2 separate regions of the Mus musculus genome follow, and region 2 is linked to region 1. A link is a contact called in public Hi-C data. All regions are on one chromosome and are shown on one strand. Each heading gives the region's core, a stretch centred on a gene start, on an enhancer-like site or on the middle of the called end of the contact. The rest is flanking DNA. Distances are from core to core; before and after follow the strand shown.

What was found. A called contact is a pair of places that touch in the nucleus more often than the background predicts.
Region 2: a Hi-C map of liver shows a contact between it and region 1, with 9 times the contacts expected there. The contact joins two enhancer-like sites. A contact is called at or near these places in 11 of 484 Hi-C or Micro-C datasets (embryonic stem cells, liver and morula), 3 of 115 datasets of contacts at active chromatin or transcription factors (all in embryonic stem cells) and 1 of 9 other capture datasets (embryonic stem cells).

What each region holds. Positions count from the first base shown.
Region 1 is chr13:75,651,622-75,654,743 of GRCm38.p6, forward strand. It overlaps 1700037F03Rik (a long non-coding RNA gene), which reads right to left. Exons shown (of 3, transcript XR_873683.1): 3 at 2,032-2,090. Among named protein-coding and RNA genes, the nearest start is that of Mir682, 8.1 kb to the left of the region's middle. Within about 2 kb of position 1,545, at least 5 of the 459 cell types and tissues checked have an H3K27ac peak or open chromatin away from gene starts, as enhancers often do. A contact at or near this core is called in liver, where this site is marked.
Region 2 is chr13:75,796,206-75,799,305 of GRCm38.p6, forward strand. No RefSeq gene overlaps it. Among named protein-coding and RNA genes, the nearest start is that of Glrx, 42 kb to the right of the region's middle. Within about 2 kb of position 1,741, at least 284 of the 459 cell types and tissues checked have an H3K27ac peak or open chromatin away from gene starts, as enhancers often do. A contact at or near this core is called in liver, where this site is marked.

The DNA of each region.
Region 1 (3,122 bases), core at 295-2,794:
TATCTTATCAAACATGGTCTGGTTTGTTTGGGTTAGTGTTTAGCCTCCAGTTAATCAGACCTATTTACTAGTTTAAGAACATTCAGCAATTAACGGTGTTCAAACATCACCAACCTGCTCTATTATTTCAGCTGGGAAAACAGCTGTATGAACCAGCACAGCTTTCTGACTCAAAATAAGTGATAACAACGACAACTCCCTGGCAGCTGATTTTCAGTGCATTAGTACTGCACAGTCTCAGAGCATTACAAAATAGTGTGAAATATGTAAATAATTTAAAATCCCAAAGATATGCCACATTTTAGTATTAAAAACCAATAATGTAGCTTTGCTGGAAAAAAATAAAAAGCATCCTTCTAGGATACAAAATAAATTTGAGAGGCAGGTTATGGCCTCATTACTTAAAGAATCTCTAACAGGCTTCTTTTTGACACTGCTTAATAATTCTCTGAGCGATTTTTCACACACAGTTACTCTAAGCAGCACTCCCCTTGCTCTTCAGACTTTGACATATCCCCAGCTGCTAGGCCTGTGCTTAACTAAACAGGTACCGTAAGTAGCACAGTAGAGTGTTTATGGAACACAGTAACTATTTATTCTAAAAGATAGGCAAAAGGATAAGAACATTGGATTTTAAAATACACTTTAAACTCCTCTTAGAAAGGTGCACATATTATGCATAATATTTAGTTAAAGTATCACATTGTCAACGGACAGTAAAAAAATGACCTTTTTTTTATCTGTTTTTGTTGTTGTTGTTGTTGTTGGTTTTTTTTTTTTTTTGTCTGTCCGTTTGTTTGTGACAGATGTGCCTCCAATACTATGAAGTCACAAGTCAAGTTCAACTCCTAATTCTTCTGCCTCCACCTCCCAAGTGCCAATTGCACTACCACCCCAAACTTCTTTATCTTAATTTTTTAAAATTCATATGGCATTTCCCCAGTAGTAGGCTGAACTATAAGGGCACACACACACACACACACAAACTTTTTAATTAATCCTGTGAGATATAGAGACCAATACTGATCCTACTTTTTCAAACGGAGAAAGTGAGGCTTAGAAAGATTAAGAAAACCATTCCAGGTCCTTTATCAAAGCAATATTAGTGTATGGCTTGAGCTTCAAACGTTGTGCTTTTATAAACTATGGGAAGACCAAAATGGTAGTAAAGGCTTTTTAGAAGACCTATCAAATACCTTGAATAAGTATTACACATAAAGTCTTAAAATGTGCTGACTTCCTCGTCCCATTAATATTTACTTTCCTATCAGTGCCAGGGTGTTCTAATATTTGTCTTATCCTCTTGCACTTCCCATCACACACATAGACACACACATAGACACACAAACATATACAAGCACATACACTCAAACAGGTATGCACACACAGGCACACACACAAACACACACACACACACACACACACACACACACACACACACAACGAGAGAAAGAACAGCAGCAGCCTCACAGTAGTGTCCCAATGGTAGTAAAAACAGGGCAGAGGAGTTAATGTTCTACCTTAACAAACTTACTAAACAGCAAAAACAGTAAGTGTGACCTCAGAAATGGGGCAGGAAGGGGAGCCAGATCAGTGTACTCAATTGATTGGCTGTACCCTGTGCCTGTTTACTTGCAGGTAAGCTCATTTATGGATCTAAAGGGACAAGAAACAAAGGTATACACACTAAGCCTTACTCCTGGATTTCCCTCACAATTCTGCCCAAGCCAGAGATACGCTGTTTATTTGCAGAAGCTGAGAAGTGCTAGATTTTCCCAAACAGGGTTTGAAATGAATTTTCTGTGAGAATGCATGGATCTTACTGAAGTATACACCTAAGCGACTAGTGTTTCCCAGGGCATGAAACATTCTATGATAGAAAAACATTTGTTGGATTTCACTCTAGTGTGTACTTTGCTAGCCTCTAGCCACCACATTAATGACTAATAAACACTTAAAATAGGTAAAGTGAAACTTGAGAAACAATTTTTACTATATCTAATATAATTTAAACACTTACATGTGGCAAGTGGCTAGAGGAAGAATAACAGCTCAATCACTACTCACTGGAAGCCCTGATACTGCCATACCTTGAGGAAAAAGATACAATTATGACCATAATCGACGGCTAAGAAAATCAAAACCTAAGAAAATTGAGTGACCTGTCCATGGATATAACTGGCAAGTGGTAATTTCTAGATGCTCAAATACATCAGTCTAGTTCAAGGTCTGACGTCTTCATAGCCAGTGGTGCTAAACACTGGCTGTTATGTACTTATATTTTTATATTTTTGTGATTTATTTCCTTAAATTGGAAATAAATTTCTTTACCCACATAAAATATTCACATAAAAATTCGTTTCCCCTCCCTTTACTCCTCATAGTACCTCCTCATCTTCCCTTCCTTCTGTTTCCAGAAAGCAAGCATGCTTCTAAGGGATAATAATAAAACAAAAATAGGACTTTAAAATTTTTTTAAACTACCATATTGGACACAAACAAACAAACAAACAAACAAACTGACTAAAAAAGACCTAGAAGGAAAAGATTTCAAGAGAAGGCACAAGAATCAAAGACCTACTCATTCACACACTCAGGAGTCTCATAAGAACACTAAACTGGAAGACATAATACCTACAAAAAGGACCTGCTGCGAGCCTACCTATACAGTCCCTGCACATGCTTCCTCGGTCTGGGTGAAATCATAGGAGCTTTGGTTATGTTGCTTTAGAGTGCCTGTTCTCTTGGTGTCCTCCATCCCTTCTTGCTCTTATACTCTTTCTGTGCCTTCTTCTGCAGTGTTTTCCAAGCCCTGAGGGGAGGGATTTGATGGAAGCATCCTCTTTAGGACTGTGTTCCAAGGCCTTCCATTCTCTTCATAATGACTGGCTGTGTGTCTCTATTTGTTCTCATTGGCTGCAGGAGGGAGTTTCTCTGATGATGGCTGAGCAAAGGCACTGATCTTTGAGAATAGCAGATGTCATTAGGAGTCATCATATTACTACTTTTTAAATTTTTTAGAACAGCAGTATTTAACTTTACCCTAGGACCTTCACCTACCTAGTATCAGCTTCTTGGTCAAACAAGCAATATCAAGCACGGGTTCCAAGCCCTCAAGGGCC
Region 2 (3,100 bases), core at 491-2,990, 140 kb after region 1:
TAGAGGAACTTCAGGAACAGAGACAGAGCTATAAAGGGAGGCATGGAAGAGAATCACTAACCACAGGACATCTACCTGAGTCTAACCCCCAGCCACTACCTCCCAAAGCTGAGTCCTGAGGTGCTGTAACCCCTGACAGGCTGGCTCCTGCTACCTAGCCCCCTTCTGGATCATTGCCTCAACACTAGGAGCCCTTCTGGCTTTGTTGCTTCTCTGTGTCTAACTACAACTTGTGTCTTTTGCACATTAATCCAGTTCTGGCAGACTCTTTAGAACAGGTTGACTCCAGTCATCAACACACCTGGCGCAGTCATCACTGTCCCCATAAGCCATCCCCTCTGGGGCTTCCTGCCACAAGAATTTTCAAAAGTTTCACATGAATTTCTATACAAATACATGTACATGTAAACACTAGATCGCCACTGCCTTTTATTCACTGTCTTATTTTCGTTAGCCTTAACAACATTCCCAAAGTATGAGATAGAAAATTCTAGAAATAAACCGTTCTTAAGTTGTGAGATGGTATACATGCCCATAGCGCTGAGTATGATGTAAGATGGTATACATGCCCTTAGCGCTGAGTATGATGCCATCTCATCCTTCCCATAGGGTCCAGTCTATTGTATGAGTCATCCAGGCCATTGCATCCACTGTATATGCCACTACCCACTAGTCAGAGGATGAAGTCCTTGACTGTGTTCAATTCACCCTAACTCAATTACAGACCACAATGTATAAGACAACAGGTACAAGTCAGGTACACCAAAGATGAGCTATAAAATGTATTAGACAGAGTCGGGCATGGTGGCACACGCCTTTCATCCCAGCGCTCGGGAAGCAGAGGCAGGTGGATTTCCGAGTTCAAGGCCAGCCTGGTCTACCCTGTCTCGAAAAACAAAACAAACAAACAAGCAAAAAATGTATAAGACAGGATAAAAGTCTCCACTAATAAAAGAATTATGTTGGAGCTGCTAAGATCTTCTAACAATAAAATAAAAAAAAAAAAAGGAAAAGAAGAAGTCTGAACTAACTTTCTATGGCTTCACAAACTACAAAAGATACAGCCACATATATGATAAGATATATATGTATATATATAGTAAAACGGTGTGTATAGAGTTTAATACCATCCAAGTTTCAGGCATTCTATGGAGGTTACTCTCCTGCCCTCCAGGCAAAAGCAGAGCAGTATGATATTTGAGACTAACCCACTTTTGAAGGGCTGAGAGATAACAATTTCATACTTCAGATCTGTGCTAAATGTTGCTGCGATGAGTGGGTGGTGAGATGTGCCTTTAATCCCAGCACTCAGGAAACAGAGGCGGGTGGACTGGATGTCAGACTGATCTACATAGCCAGTTCCAAGAAGGTAGGCTTACATACTGAGACCTTATCGCAAAGTAAACTTTTAAGAAGAGGAAAGAAATAGTACTTATGAAATACTCAAAAGCCTCCGGTAAGCACCAGAACAGTTGCTGACCTCGAAGTTCAAATAATAGCCCAAGCGGAGGAAGTGGAAATGGTGACCCTCGTTTACAGAAAGTGAATCAGTCACAGCCAGGTTCTGAAATTCCGCATGAACTCATGCTGCCTGAAAAAGCCAGGCATCAACGGTGAGCAACCATGATCTCCGGCCAGCTAGGCACTTTGCTTTCCATTGGGTGGTGACGGTCAGATCTCATTGCTTCTGACAAAGGCCCTCGTCAAACCCATGAGTCATGGTTTGCGTAAGCCACCGCTGCTCAGTGAGAGCAGACCCACTTCCTGACTGCACAGTAGTAACTCTGACTTCCTGACAGCCAAGGCAGACAGGTGCGACAGTGCGGCGTGCAGCGCCATCTGCTGGATAGTGTGGGATAAGCAGCAGCCTGGAGTGGATGGTCTCTGAATTCTGTGAGCTTTGAGACTGCTAGCAGCCAGGCCTGACTGCAAGGCCTGCCAGGAACACTAGCAGAAATACATACCCTCTATCCAAACCATTCCTCGAGGTCCTTTCCTTGTTATAGAATGTGGTGTGGCAAGCACATATGCACATGTGTATTCAAGGTGTATATGTGTTATGTAAAGGGTACAAGATTGTACATGATCTCTGAACAAATAGAAAAAGTGACCATCACTACCCTCATTGCTGGATTTGTACTAAATTTTACAATTAACAGAAACTCATAAATAATCCTATATAATCCCTCACCTTTCTGTATAAGCAGAAAGGAGTAAGGGGTATCAAATACTAGCTCTGCTAGTAGAATTACTCATGACTTAGCCATGAGTGAGACGGCAGCTAACAAGGCTCCTCCTTTCTTTACCAAAGTCTTTGCCCACATGCAAATAAAGACTGGCTGAGCAACTGTTAGGAAGAGGAAATGAAGCAAAACCCAGCCAGCTATGACAAGTCTGACATCAAGCCTCAACTATTTCTGAGGCTGGAAGTGGGTCTCAGAAAACTCTGGCCAGCAATAGGTTTAGGTTTTGGCCAGATGCTACAGAGAAGGTTTCTAACATGAGACAAAATATCTGTTGGAGGAGGAACTGGCCTAGGCATTCATGGACACACAGCATAGGACTAAAGAACTCTGGCCAGGTCTCTTGCTTCCTACAGTTTCCCAGCCGTTGGTGCTCTGCCAGCCTCTGAACTACAGCAGATGTTGCTTCTTGCTTAAACGCTAACTGACTCATTCCCTCTAGACCATAAAGGTAACCAGCTCATCTGACCCCCAAATATAGAGGGATGATTGGAAGATGGTAGGTTTGTTTGTTTGTTGGGTTTTTTTGGTTTGGGTTTTTTTTTTTTTTGGCTTTGTTTTCAACTAGAATGTCAGACTGAGGAACGCCTGGAACAAATAGTTCTGGGTTAGAGGTCAGGGGACTGGCTGGACTCTAGGGCAAAAGCAAACAAGGCTTTTCACAGTGGCTTGCAGGGATATGGTGACAAACCTGCCTCCAGTGGACAGACAAGGAACACTGCTGGCTGGGCTCGACCTTAGGCAGCTGGAGCAGGCCAGGAAAACGTGTTATAGATTCTGCCTCTGCCCCTGTCACATGGAAGTACACAGCATAGGTAACAAGCCAGATGAGGCTGGATCGGCCTTGAGTGCCACAG